Linked DNA regions of Sus scrofa: region 1 is linked to region 2. Evidence: chromatin contacts called from public HiChIP or PLAC-seq data. All regions are on one chromosome and are shown on one strand. The core of a region is the stretch at or near the end of the contact, and the rest is flanking DNA. Distances in the headings are between cores, read along the strand shown. Region 1 overlaps ST3GAL6 (type 2 lactosamine alpha-2,3-sialyltransferase). Region 2 has its middle 20 kb from the start of DCBLD2.

Region 1 (7,820 bases), core at 5,271-7,770, 130 kb before region 2:
AGATCTCTTCCTTTTATTGAGTTATATTTGAAGGAAGTGAATAGCTTGCTCAGATATACATTTTTTGACTACAGAAGGCAATTGAGTTTTTAGAAAATTTTGGGGTCAAGTTAACCCCCTGGGAATTGAGTTGCCATAGATAGACTTATTAGCAGGTGGATGTATTTTATAGAGGTGGACTTATTTCACAAAGTTTTAAGCTACGCTTTAGAATTTGGCCGGTTGTCCAGTGGGATGGATGGTAAGGTTGATGTGCCAGATGTAAGACCATCATTAAAAAGGACAATGGCAGAATGTCCCCTCCTGTCCAAGAGAATAGAGGTACTTTTTAGTGAGTGCATAAATGGAAGAGGTGGATAGAAGTGTAAAAAAGTGGAGATAGTTTGCAGAACAGAGCTGGAGGAGCAGTGATAGATTTTATCTGAGTCTATCTCATTTTTCTCTGTCAGGGCCTAGATTATTGAAGTATAGATTATGTAATAATGTTGGTTCATTTTATTATTTATTTATTTATTATTTTAAAATATTTTTATTTTTTCTATTATACTTGGTTTATAGTGTTCTGTCAGTTTTCTCCTGTACAGCAAAGTGAACAGTCACACACACACAGACACACACACACACATATATATATACACACATTCTTTTTCTCACATTATCCTCCATTATGTTCCATCAGAAATGACTAGATATAGTTCCCTGTGCTATACAGCAGGATTTCATTGCTTATATGCTCCAAATGCAGTAGTTTACATCTATTAACCCCAAGCTCCCAGTCCGTTCCACTCCCTCCCCCTTGGCAACCACACATCTGTTCTTCAAGCCCATGAGTTTTTTTTCCTATGAGAAGGTTCATTGTGCCATGTATTAGATTCCAGATATAAGTGATATCATATGGTATTTGTCTTTGTCCTTATGACTTACTTCATTTAGAATGAGAGTCTCTAGTTCCATCCATGTTGCTGCAAATGGCATTATTTTGTTCTTTTTTATGGATGAGTAGTATTCCATTGTGTACATATACCACATCTTAATCCACTCATCTTCAATGGACATTTAGGTTGTTTCCATGTCCTGACTATTGTGAATAGTGCTGTAATGATCATATGGGTGCATGTATCTTTTTCAAGGAAAGTTTTGTCTGGAAATTGCCCAAGAGTTGGATTTCTGGGTCATATGGTAGTTCTATATTTAGTTTTCTGAGGTTCCTCCATACAGTTTTCCATAGCAGTTGTACCAATTTACATTCCCACCAAGAGTGTAGGAGGGTACCCTTTTCTCCACACCCTCTCCAGCATTTGTTATTTGTTGACTTGTTAATAATGGTCATTCTGACAGGTGTGAGGTGGTACCTTATAGTAGTTTCGATTTATAGTTCTCTAATAATTTGTGATGTTGTGCATTTTTTTCATGCACCTGTTGGCCATCTGCATATCCTCTTTGGAGAAACATCTATTCAGGTCTTTTGCCCATTTTTCAATTGGGTTATTGGTTTTTTTGCTCTTGAGTTGTATAAGTTATTTGTATATTTTAGAGATTAAGCCCTTGTCAGTTGCATTGTTTGAAACTGTTTTCTCCCACTCCATAGGTTGTCTTTTTTTTTTTTTTAATGGTTTCTTTGTTGTGCAAAAGCTTGTCTGTTTGATTAGGTCCCATTGGTTTATTTTTGCTTTTATTTCTGTTGCCTTGGGAGACTGACCTAAGAAAACATTTGTGCAGTTGATGTCAGAGAATGTTTTGCCTATGTTCTCTTGCAGGAGTTTGATGTTGTTTTGTCTTACGCTTAAGTCTTTAAGCCATTTTGAGTTTATTTTTGTGCATGGTTGTGAGGGTGTGTTCCAGTTTTGTTGATTTACATGTGGCTATCCAGTTTTCCCAAAACTATTTACTGAAAAGACTATCTTTTTCCCATTTTATATTCTTGCCTCCTTCGTCGAAGATTAATTGACCATAGGTGTCTGGGTTTATTTCTGGGTTCTCTATTCTGTTCCTTTGGACTGTCTGTCTGTTTTGGTACCAGTACCACACTGTCTTGATGACTGTGGCTTTGTAATATTGCCTAAAGTCTGGGGTAGTTATGCCTCCTGCTTGGTTTTTGTTCCTCAGGATTGCTTTGGCAATTCTGGGTCTTTGTGGTTCCATATAAATGTTTGGATTGTTTGTTCTAGTTCTGTGAAAAATGTCATGGGTGATTTGATAGGGATTGCATTGAATCTGTAGATTGCTTTGGGAATATGGCCATTTTTACCATATTAATTTTTCCAATCCAGGAGCATTGAATATCTTTCCAACTTTTTATAATTTAAAACTATGCCATCAACCTAGTCAATTTCAGTTTGTGATTGCATATCCACAGCAACCATACATTTTCTAATCTAAAGTGTATATAGCTTTCATCTGTAGAATATTCCTTTGTGTGGACCTTTGGCATATATGCTTTATGTCAGTTCTCTCTAATTTGTACAACCACCCTGTAAATTATCCTTGCTGATCTCCATTTTTGAAATTGAGAAACCAAGGCTAGGCAAACATACACAGTTTGTTATGGCTGGTAAATGCCAGAGCCAGGATGTGATCCTGGCTGGGTCTATTCAGTGCCTGGATGTTTGCTTTAAGAGTGATAATGGTTATACCTTAAATATTTGCAGAAAGCATCTGCAAATATTTGAAAAAATCCTTGGCCCTGTAAATGTGAGTTACTTAGGATTCTAGATGGTATGTGATTAGAAGTTTCATTCTTGGCTGGTTTTTATCTTAGAACTGGCCTGTGCTTTATTTATTTGCTTTCAGAGCCCTTTCCTCCACATGTATTCATCATCTGTATGTGCCTCACCCAGACTGTCTCCCCTCTTCTTGCTGACTTAGTCTGGTGACTCCCCACCGTTTCTCACTTTGTCACCGAGAATGCCACACTCACACCATCAACCCAGGTCAGGTTCTTCGTATCAGTAGCGTTGGGAGGGAGATAGGTGTGGGTGCCGAGCAGGGATTGAAAATCATGCTGATTGCACAAGGGTTCTTTGGTCTGAAGTTGTCAAGAGATGCAAATAACATCACTGTACAGTCAGAAATTCCTCAGGTATAGAGTGAATGGAAGATACCTGTGTAGGATCCTCCCAGCGTGAGCACAGTGAGGCAGTAGACACTCAGCATTGCCAAATTGCTTGTTTGACGTGTTCAGACTTGGCTCCTAGAGACTTCAGAAAGAGTATTTTGTTTGTTTATTTATTTATTTATCTTTTTGTCTTTTAGGGCCACACTCGTGGCATATAGAGGTTCCCAGGCCTACGCCAGAGCCACAGCAACACGGGATCCAAGCCGCATCTGTGACCTACACCACAGCTCATGGCAACGCCAGATCCTTAACCCACTGGGTGAGGACAGGGATCGAACCCGCATCCTCATGGATGCTAGTCAGGTTCGTTAACCACTGAGCCATGACAGGAACTCCAGGAGTATTTTGAAAGTAGGTAAGTGTATATTTATGACAATGCTATTTTCATTTATATATTAACTTTTAGGAGGAATTCACATAATAAATTTTATCTACACTCTACATTCTACATTTGCCTGAAACCCATGATACAACCCAAAGATAATACCAGGCCAGCTCATGCCTGAGCGATACATTTTAAGTAAATCCCAGAAAGGCAGAATACACTCAACTGCCTGTTGCTGTCTCACGGCAACTCAGTCTGTTCCCCAAGTAATTTTTTTTGTGTGTCTTTTTTTTTTAATGGCTGCATCTGCAGCATATGTAAGTTCCCAGGCTGGGGGTTGAATAGCCTACACCATGCCACAGGAACACCAGATCTGAGCTATGTCTGCAACCTACACTAAGCTCACTGCAACGCTGGATCCCCAACCCACTGATTGAGGCCAGGGATCAAACCCACATCCTCATGGATACTAGTTGGATTCATTTCTGCTGTGCCACAATGTGCACTCCCATTTTTGGTTGTTTCAAATCAGAATCCTTTACTTGAATCATGCCCTCAGTGGGGATAGATACCATTGTGAATGCAAAAATCTCCAAGTATCCATTGCATTTACAAGATATGACTTTTCCTCTTTCTCACAATTGTCATGTAAATGAAGCCTATGGGTAAGCATTCTCAGGGACCAAGCCTTCTCTTTTGTGACTCTGCTATTCCTCCCTGTGGCCTTCTTTATAATTCTGCCTGTGAGTCAGCATATCCCAAGTATGGGAAAGAGAAAAATCTCAATGAAATGTTAACCATTTTTTGGTTGTTAAGGCAAAATTCACATAACATAAAGTGAACCACTTTAACAAGAATAATTCAGTGGCATTTAGTACATTCACAATTGTGCAACCACCACTTCTAGATAGTCCCAAAAAGACAAACCACTTTAAAATAATTATTAAAGTAACCTTTTTGTGTTTGTTCTTTTCATGTTCCTCCTTTTACGGAAATACTCAAACTAGCTTTCAGAGGAGTTCCCATTGTGGCTCAGCGGTAATGAACCCGGCTAGTATTCATGAGGATGCAGGTTTGATCTCTGACCCCTCTCAGTTGGTTAAGGATCCATCCTTGCCGTGAGCTGTGGTGTAGGTTGAAGATGTGGCTCAGATCCCGAGTTGCTGTAGCTGTGATGTAGGCCAGCATCTGCAGCTCTGATTCGACTCCTACCCTGGAAACTTCCATATGCTGTGAGTGCAGCCCTTAAAAACAAAAAACAAACAAACATACTAGCTCCCAGAACTTTGGCAGCAGAGGAATGATTATAATGATAGAAAAGGATAGCTTAATAAAAAAAACAGGTTGGTTTTATTTTTTTGTGGGGAGAGGAGGGGAGTGGGCATGGGCCATCTAAATAGAGTGGTCAGCACTTGTGAAAAATCACTAGAGCCAGCAGGTCAGTTGTAACTGCTGTGTGACCTTGGGTGAGTTTCCGAGTGTCTGAACCTTGGTTTCTTATGAAAGAGGAGGTGGACTGGCACATTATACCATGGCCAATTTTAATAGTTAATCATTAAGTAGGTGTAACCTTTATTCAATAGTTAAGTCAATGAAACCATTGGAAGAAAGTGGATGAAGTACTTCTCAGTATTATTTTTGCAACTTCCTCAGGATTCAGAGTTATTTCAAAGTAGAAGCTTAAGTTGAAAACATATGACCCTATGAAACTTGTGCATGTGGGTTCATAGCAGCATTGCTCATAATAGCCCCAGAGTGGAAACAACCCAAATGTCTAACACCTGCTGAATGGATAAATTCAATGTCTCTTTATACAATGGAATATTATTAAGCCATGAAAAAGAATGCAGTATTGATTCATGCTGTAGCACGAATGAACCTTCAAAACACTGTACCACATGGAAGAAGCCAGTCACAAAAGACCCTATTGTATGACTCCATTTATGTGAACTGTCCAGAATAGACAAATCTATAGAGCTTGAAAGATTAGTTGGTGCCAAAGATGGGGATGGGAGTGGAAATTGAGTGGCTGCTACTGGCCATGGGGTATCCTGGTGATGAAAATGTTGTGAATTAGTGGGGACTATGTTGCACAGCTTTGTAAATATGCTAAAATCCTCTTTTATTATTTAAAAGGGTGAGTTTTTTGGCATGTGAATTGTATTTTAGTACAACAAATAAAAATCTTTTAAAATGGAGCAGGGAGGATCGAAGTGCCCTCTAGCCGCTTTGTTTGGAAGGCACCATGATGCCATGCCTAGAACAAAGGGTATGGAGGGACACAACTCCAGCTCTCTTGGACATCTTTTCAAATATGTTGCTGCTGTTGATTTCTCAGGACCCAGGTTCCTTGCTATTCTCCAAAAGCACAGCTCACACAAGGTGGTCATGCTTCTTATAAACTTCACTAGTCATTGAAGATATTTTAAGGGAATTACATCTCAGGAAAGCAGTACTTCAAATGTTCCTCTGTTATGAGGTCCTGACCCTTCCTGGCTGTCTGTGGAACTCTTTAGCACCAGTTTGCACCCTGGTTCTGAGGACTGTTGCTTTCTCCTCCGTGGGAGCACATCCTTCCATAGCCAGAGCAGCAGAAACCCTGAGTCACAAAATCTCAGTTCCCACTTTAAAAGTACAGGAACCAGTTCTTCACCCCCAGCCACCTCCGTTGCATTCTACGAGCACACCAGATTCTGTGAAGGGTGCTTGAGTACTGAATAGGTAGTTATAGAGTAACTAAACATAAATATCTTACTTAATGGAAGCACCTGTTAAGTCATTTGCTTGCTAAATGGATGGGGATTTAGGAAAGTGGCCTGGTTGCTCACCCAGGCAGAATCCATTATGTCAGCATCAGCAGAACTGGGCTAGACTGGCAACCAGCCAGAGCAGGAACATGGCCTTAGATAATGTAAGACGTCAGCAATGTATTTATTAAAAAGGGCCCAAGCTCTGTAAGTAACAGCAATGTCTGCTTCAATGGACATCCTCTTGTTTTGCATGTCTTTAGGTGACAACATTTTCAGCCAAGAGGAGGAATGAGGGTGATGGGAGGTTGTGATTCTATATCAACCAAGTGAGTCATATGTGGTGAAGAGAAACACATGTGTGTTCTGTAGCAACTGCTGTAGTCAGAAGTTGGATAGAGAAATAGAAACTGGAACACAGGCTGGAGAAAATGGCCCCATGCAAACACAGAACAACAACATGTGAGAGCTCAGTGATTCCCTTACTTTGTGAAGGGCGTATTGAGATCCCGGAGGTTAGGTCATGAGGCCAAGGTCCCAGAGGTGCTGAATGGGGAAGCCAGAAGTACCAGTGAGCTCTCCACCCCCAGGCTGCTGCACAGGGTTTTGGGATCTTTGAGTTGCAAGTAATACTCTTCCTAAGAGTGGTTTGAACAGAGCAAACATTTATTATCTTCCATAACACAGAGATATGTGGTTTGGGTCTGCAGGTCTGTAGTTATAACTTATAGGGCAGGCCGCCCAGAGCTGCACAGCCTCAATTACACCAACCCAGGGAGTGCCCGTTCACACGTGTAGTTATCTGAGGGGCACCCCTCTAGGTGGACTGTGTACAACCTGCTCATCTGGATGGAGTGGCTCTGGTGATAGTATTGAATTAGTGGCTCAGTGATGTCAGAGCAGCTTCTTGGTGGCTCTCTCTGTCTTTCCCTTTTAGGTGCAAGATGACTTTAGCTGCCCTCACCTTGTTATCATGTGTCAGTATCTAAGCAGAAAGGAAGGGTGGATAAAAGGAAAGTATTCTGCTCAAACCATCCTCTTGCTGAGAGTAAAATCTTGCCCAGAGCATCTAATGGACCTCCCTAAAATTTATTTCCCAGGGATGGGTCACGTGGCCACATCTAACCAACCATTGGCAGAGGAATCCACTCACCACAGCTAGGTTTGTGAATGCAGGGCTCTGACAGCAAGGCAGGAGGGCTGGTGGGTAATGGAAATATGACCAGTGGGATCTGCCAGAGGTTGTTACATTGAAGATGGAGTGAAACACTTTAATGTATATGATGCTGCTGAAGGGAAACCTGAAAGTCAGAAAGCCTTCAGAAAAGCAGACAGACCACAGACAATTTGAAATGGGCAGTTCAGGTTTACTTTCTCTCCATAGTTGGTGTGGATGTTTCACCCCACTTAAGTTAGTAACTTGTCTAGATTTTCCTGACTTGATGAGAGCTATGCCTTTCACCTGGGGAAGTGTAAGTTCTTACCATTCCTATTTCAGCAGCTTCCCAGATTTTCCATTAACAGGTTCAAGTACTCTGGAATGATTTTGTTTTCTGGGTGAATGATTTGAGGCACATGTATTTCTCTGTTTCCAGGGTGGAGGAAGGAAGAACAGGTACCTGCTTCCCCAGAC
Region 2 (7,018 bases), core at 1,251-3,750:
CAAGAAATGTAATCAGGAAGGTCTATCTTGCAAAAGCCTCAAGGCATCACTGGGCAGGGAGCTTTTAGGTCTTGATTTACAGTTCCCCTTACTAGCCTTTTGTTCCAGAAGTAAATCTTCTGACATGGTGCTGCCACAGCATTGGCAATGAGATGGTCTGTAGCCACCAACCCAGCTTGTACTCTGCCCCTGCCTTTACAATCTATAGAGAAACAGCTAAATCCTAACTTTAGTGGCAGACTATCAACACTGTATCTTTCTGATAGTCATCCCTTATCCACACTGAGGCATCCTGGATAGGTGTACATCTTGCTTTCTCTCTAGCGCACTCTGAACCACATTCCACTCAGAGCCTATGGAAACTCTCAACTGTTCTCTGTACCACCTTAGGTCATGGAAGTCTTGGGAAGATGAGGAGGGTAATTTATGGCCCCCTCATTGCTGGATCTGCTGAGCTGCTATCACTATATAATTTTAGGAAGTTGCTTCTTCCAATATTCAACACAGAAAGCTACGCAATGTCTATTCTACTCTAGAACTCAAAACTTAAAGGAAAATCTGAGGGGAGTTCTGTGGATCTCCTTGCTGCTCTCCTATTTGTATTTTTATCAGTTACTTGATTTAATGAATAGAAATTATGGTATTCTAGTCTCCAGATGAGACAATGCTGGGGGAAACAGCTAAACATAGAATAATAGCTGCAAACCCTTGCCTAATGCTTACTCTATCCATTCTTCTATGTACTTAATACATATTAGCTCATTTAATTCTTTTTTCATAGATGGGGAACTTCAAGTCTCCTGCCCAAGGCCACTTAGCGAGGAAAGGATAGATTTAAGGTTTGAATTCAGGTAGATTGGGTCTAAAGTACATGCTCCTAGCCATTATGTTTTGATGCCCTGAGCATGGTGTAAGAGTTAAGCCAGTGGAATAGATTTTCAGATTTGCTAAAACAAAGGGTAGAATAGAATAGAATAGAATAGGTAAGGAGGAGTTCCCATTGTGGCACAGTGGTTAACAAATCCGACTAGGAACCATGAGGTTTCGGGTTCGATCCCTGCCCTTGCTCAGTGGGTTAAGGATCTGGCATTGCCGTGAGCTGTGGTGTAGGTCGCAGATGCGGCTCGGATCCCCCGTTGCTGTGGCCCTCGTGTAGGCTGGTGGCTACAGCTCTGACTCGACCCCTAGCCTGGGAACCTCCATATGCCGAGGGAGCAGCCCAAGAAATAGCAAAAAGACAAAAAAAAAAAAAAAAAAAAAAAAAAAAGGAATAGGTAAGGGAGGGACTGATTTTTAATAATTGTTTATATGAAAAAGTACAAGTGTTTTTAGTTGGTAATAATCTGGCTATGAATGTGAATAAAACTGCTTCTAAAAAGCTTAATACAACCCCAGGATTTTGGCAAAGAAAAATATGATTCAGCAGAGAGGAGGTAAATGGTCCACTGTATTCTAACTACTCTGACTGATAGATTATGCTTATATATTTCATCTATCTGGTGTCAGAGTTCACAAGCAACACTACCAGGCTCAAGATGTCTACGATATTAGCCATAATGATGTCCAGTCCAGTGACCATTCCACATGAAATGAGACAGAAGCTTGCCAAAGAGGGCATATAATAATAGCAGGTTTCAGATATTCCAAGAATATTCACAAGGAAGAGGTATGGTCTATGGTATCATTCACATTCCAGTTCAAGAACAAAAGGAATCATCTACATGTTCAAAGTCTTCTACAATAGCAGCAAGCTCCAAGGTAAGGAAAGTTTCAAGAAGTGTGTGGATGGTCATTTGTTGAACACCTCATTTTTTGGAAAATAATATTAATTGGAATTCCATTCTAACAAAGATGTTTTAGGAATTTGACTTTTCTTTTTTTTTGTTTTTATTTTTTATTTTATTTTTATTTTTTTGTCTTTTTGCCTTTTCTTGAGCTGCTCCCGCGGCATATGGTGGTTCCTGGGCTAGGGGTCGAATCAGAGCTGTAGCCACCGGCCTATGCCAGAGCCACAGCTCATGGCAATGCCGGATCCTTAACCCACTGAGCAAGGGCAGGGATCGAACCCACAACCTCATGGTTCCCAGTCGGATTTGTTAACCACTGCACCGCGACAGGAACTCCAGGAATTTGGCTTCTCAAAGGTAGTTTTTAGCCAAAAACTAGTTTCCTATGCACTTGTTAACTGAAAAACATCAAATTGGTATAGCTTTTCAAAACTTCTATTAGCATAATGATAAGCCACATTACCATTAAATTTGAAAGAATAATACTTAAATGAAACTCCTAAACTCATTATCATTGCAAAAATATTGAGAGCCCAGTTTCAGATGGATGTTTTCCTGCCACTTTAGTGTTTTTAAGTGCTTTGTCTTTGGGAAAATGTTGCAATAAATAAAAGTGGGAGAGTTAAGTGGCTGAACACCCTGTCAAGATGCCCTATAGAGCGAGGGCACATGTGATGAGTGAGGAAGGGAGAAAAGGTTAATGTAATTAGAGAAATGAATTCTGGGTAACTCCAAAGAACATGTCTTGTGAGTCATCTAAGCTCACATTTCTTTGAACTTTGTCTATCCTAAGGGAGATGAAGCAATTACATAGACATAATGTGTTACCCTTTCAATACAATGCAACCCAGATTCCTCCATCCATTCATCATCATCAGTGGTATTTGTGTTCAGTGCTGTCACGCGAGCTAGTTGTCAACAATTATTAAAAAGAAAGCCAAAAGGTTATGCATTTAGGAGACAAAGCAAAACCATTTTCACAATGTGTCCTATGAAGACATCAATCCATTAAGGGGAAAAATTACTAAGGAGCTCCTCAAAGATACTTTTGCATCAAGAACTATCTCAGGAGACCCAAGAAGCAAATGAAGTGATTATCTGTCACTCACAATTTCTCTTCTCTGAAATGGAATCCACAATGGCTATGACATACCTGCACAGCAGCCTCTGCTCTCCATTCTCATTTAGTGACTGTGGAAAGCCCTTTTCTCTGGGCATTTCTTCATTACCTGCTTTTTTCCTTCAAAAACATACAAAAATACTCTAGATTTCATTAACAGAGACATATTATGTAGAAAGTATCCTGTTTGGCAGTGTTAATACTATTCCTCCCCACTTAGAAAAAAGAAAGAATATTTTATTTTATTTTTTATCATTTATTTATACATATATATTTTCTACTGTACAGCACGGTGACCCAGTTACACTTACATGTATACATTCTTTTTTCTCACATTACCTGTTGCATCATAATTGACTAGACAGAGTTCCCAGTGCTACACAGCAGGATTCCATTGCTCATCCATCCCGAAGGCTACATTCTGCATCTATTTACTTCAAGCTCCCAGTGCTCCCACTCGCTCCCCTTCCCCCTTGGCAACCCCAAGTCTATTCTCTAAGTCCATGATTTTCTTTTCTTTGGAAAGGTTCGAAAGGGAATATTTTAAATGTATTTTTTCCTCCTCTTATTGCCTCTCCTCTCCTCTTCCTCCCTTCCTCTTCTTTCTTTTATTCTGTCTTCACCCCCTCCTATCCTTCTGCTCCCTTCCTCTTACTCCTCCTCCTCATCTCCCTCCTCCCTTTCCTTTCCCCTCCACCTCTGAAACTCATGTTTCCCTTCAAAATGAGTTTTCTTCTATCCCAATTAATTTTCCCAAAGTACTAATAAATAGCATTCATATAGTGCTTGCTATTTGCCAGGAAGAATACTAAACACATTTCCTGTGTTGGCTCATTGAGTCTCAACAACTTGAGCAGGTATGAAATATTGTTACATCTTTTATAGAAAGAAAAATAAGGGGTGGAGAGGTTATGCAATTTACCAACAGTCATACGGCAATGAAGTCTGAATATAGGTATTTTTGTTCCAAAGCCCATGCCTAAACCAGTGACAAATACCACTTCCCTAACTCTAGGGTTTTTCAGAGCATGACTTCCTTAGAGACTGATTAGAAGGCAACTAAAATATATTGGGCCCCTAATTTGTGCCAGGTACTAAATATATGTTAGATCTCTGCAACAACACTAAAAATTAGGGATTGTGATGCCTGCTTTACAGACATGGTTAAAAAATTGCAGATGTGCCTAAAGTCACACTGTAGGAGTTCCCGCCGTGGTTCAGTGGTTAACGAATCCGACTAGGAACCATGAGGTTGTGGGTTCAATCCCTGGCCTTGCTCAGTGGATTAAGGTTCCAGCGTTGCCGTGAGCTGTGGTGTAGGTCGCAGAAGCGGCTCAGATCCCACGTTGCTGTGGCTCTGGCATAGGCCACCGGCTACAGCTCCAATTCCACCCCTAGCCTGGGGACCTCCATATGCCACAAGCGGCCCAAGAAATGGCAAAAAGACAAAAAAAAAAAAAAAAAAAAAGAAGAAGAAGTCACACTGTAAGCCACAGAAAAAGATTTCTATCTAGCTAATTCTATACATTACCCTATTTAGGACTTACTAAATTGTTACCTGTAACCGAAAATGCAGCAAGTAGCCTTTACCTGAGACCTCATCTTTTTTTTTGTTTTGTTTTCTTTTTATGGCCACATCTGCAGCATATGGAAGTTCCCAGGTTGGGGGTCAAATTGGAGCTGCAGCTGCAGCCTATACCACAGCCAGAGCAACACCAAATCTGAATTGCAGCTTGTGGCAATTCCAGATCCTGAACCCACTGAGCAAGGCCAGGGACTGAATCCGCATCTTCATGGATACTATGTCAGGCTCTTAACCCCTGAGCCACAGTGAGAACTCCTGAGACCTCATCTTTGGCATCATCTTCTTATTCTGGCATCCTGACCTCCTGGATGTTCTAGAAAACTTAAGTTAACCAGACAAGACTTCATCTTTCTCTTTTAATCAGCTCTCAAGAATTTATTCTCTTATCTGGGAGACTTAGGGGACTTACAACCTCAGCTTTTTCTGAGTCATACTGCAAACTCTGATGTGCAGCACATATTTTTTTCTTCTTTGTTATCCTAAATCCTGAAATAGGATATTGAGAAGCAATGATTAAGAAAAACTGTATGCAGCACGTTATAAGAATTATTAGGTTGAACCACATGAAACACTGTTTCATATTTTTTATATAAAAAAACTAATGTTTTTATAGGTTAAATAAGTCAAATAGTAACGTTTAATATGAGTCAACATCTTGTAAGTTTTTATAATACCCATTTTTACTTCAATAATTTGTATGAAAATAATTACAGAAAATAGACCATTTTTTTAAGAAAAGCATAAACCATTTTGAAAAAATAATTGTCAGTATGTTTTATGTAATTTTATTTCTTGTCAAAATCACTATAAATGGACCAAGCAGCCCTGGAAGCCTAGAATTTTCCATGCTGCTAAATCTCAAAGAAGCTTAAAAAATATATTGAGTTCCATGAAAATTAAAATATAGCATATGTAACTTTGTGGGGTCCAGTTACCTTAGAAAAGAAGAAAAGTCTCAAATCAATAATCTTACTTCCCATTTTAGGAAACTAGAAAAAGAGTTGTAACATAACCCCTAAGCAAATATAGGAAGGAAATAATAAAGACATAAATAAATGAACTTGAGTACAGAAAAACAATAGAGAAAATCAATGAAACAAAGAATTGGTCCTCTGAAAAGATTAACAAAATTAATGAACCTCTAATAAGATTAACATAAAAAAGAAGATACAAGTTCCCTATTATCAGGAATGAATCAGGAGATAACACTATAGACCCTGCAGATATGAAGGATAACAAGGGAATACTGTAGACAATTCTACACGAAAAAATTTGACAGCTTAGTTAAATGGACCAATTCTTCAAAAAACACAAACTACCACAACTCACCCAATGTGAAACAGATTATTTGAATAGCTCTTAAAGATACTGAATTCATAATTTAGACTAGCTCCCCATCCCCAGGTCCAGATGGATTCACTGATGAATTCTTCCAAACATTTAAAGAACTATTGTCAATTCTACAAAATCTTTTCCTGAAAATAGACGAAGAGGAAAAATTTTCCCATTCATTTTATGTGGTCAGCACTAATCTGATGGCAAAACCTGGTCAAGACATTACAAGATTAAAAATGATGATCAAAAGAAAAAAATTACTGACAATATCACACATGAACATATGCACAAAAATACTCAATAAAATATTAGGAAATTTAATCCAGCAATATGTAAAAGGGAGTAACATACTCTTCATGGGGAATTAATTATATGAATTTTAATTAAGTGGGATAAACTATAACTATGAAATATTGGTTCAATTTTTGAAAATTAATATAATCTATTATATTAACAGGCTTAAGAAGAAAAATCACATGTCTATATCAATTGTTGCAGAAAAATTTTCGATAAATTCAATATTCATTTATTATAAAAACTCAGCAAACTCAGAACAGAAGGAAACTTCCTTAACCCAATAAAGAGGTGTTTGTGAAAATGCCACAGCTAACTTAATACTTAATAATAAAAGACTGAATGCTTTCAAAAACCAAGGTAAAGCTATTTACTTTCAGCTCTTCTATTCAACGTTGTACTAAAAGTTCCAGCCAGTACAACAGGTAAGTAAAATAAATAAAAAGCATATAATTGGAAATGAAGACAAAAAAATCCCCTTATTTATAGAGACGTGATTATCATATAGAAAATCCTGAGGAAAATACAAAAAAGATCCTAGGATAAATAAGTGAATTTAGCAAGGTAACAGGTTATAAAGACAACATATAAATACCAATTGTATTTCTATGCACTAGCAATAAACAATTAGAAATAACATTAAAAAGCAAAATCACATGTGACAGCGCTATTGAAAAAGAACTACTTAGGTACAAATCTAATAAGTCATACTGGAACTATACACTGAAAACTACAAAATTATGATGAAAGAGTTTTTAAAAATACCTAAATAAATAAATAAATGTCTAAGAGACATTCTGTATTTGTAGATTGGAAGACTCAGTATGGTTAAGATGTTCATTCTCCTTAAATTGACCTATAGACTTAGAACAGTTGCAATAAAAGTTTTAGCAGGAT

Evidence for each region. HiChIP or PLAC-seq counts read pairs in DNA pulled down with a chosen protein or histone mark.
Region 1: a contact with region 2 is called in an H3K27ac HiChIP or PLAC-seq map of alveolar macrophages. The contact joins two enhancer-like sites. A contact is called at or near these places in 1 of 47 Hi-C or Micro-C datasets (liver) and 1 of 2 datasets of contacts at active chromatin or transcription factors (alveolar macrophages).

Annotation. Positions count from the first base shown.
Region 1 is chr13:160,173,356-160,181,175 of Sscrofa11.1, reverse strand. The region is part of intron 6 of ST3GAL6 (type 2 lactosamine alpha-2,3-sialyltransferase); the gene reads left to right. Among named protein-coding and RNA genes, the nearest start is that of ST3GAL6, 48 kb to the left of the region's middle. Within about 2 kb of position 6,520, at least 6 of the 83 cell types and tissues checked have an H3K27ac peak or open chromatin away from gene starts, as enhancers often do. A contact at or near this core is called in alveolar macrophages, where this site is marked.
Region 2 is chr13:160,040,648-160,047,665 of Sscrofa11.1, reverse strand. No RefSeq gene overlaps it. Among named protein-coding and RNA genes, the nearest start is that of DCBLD2, 20 kb to the left of the region's middle. Within about 2 kb of position 2,500, at least 3 of the 83 cell types and tissues checked have an H3K27ac peak or open chromatin away from gene starts, as enhancers often do. A contact at or near this core is called in alveolar macrophages, where this site is marked.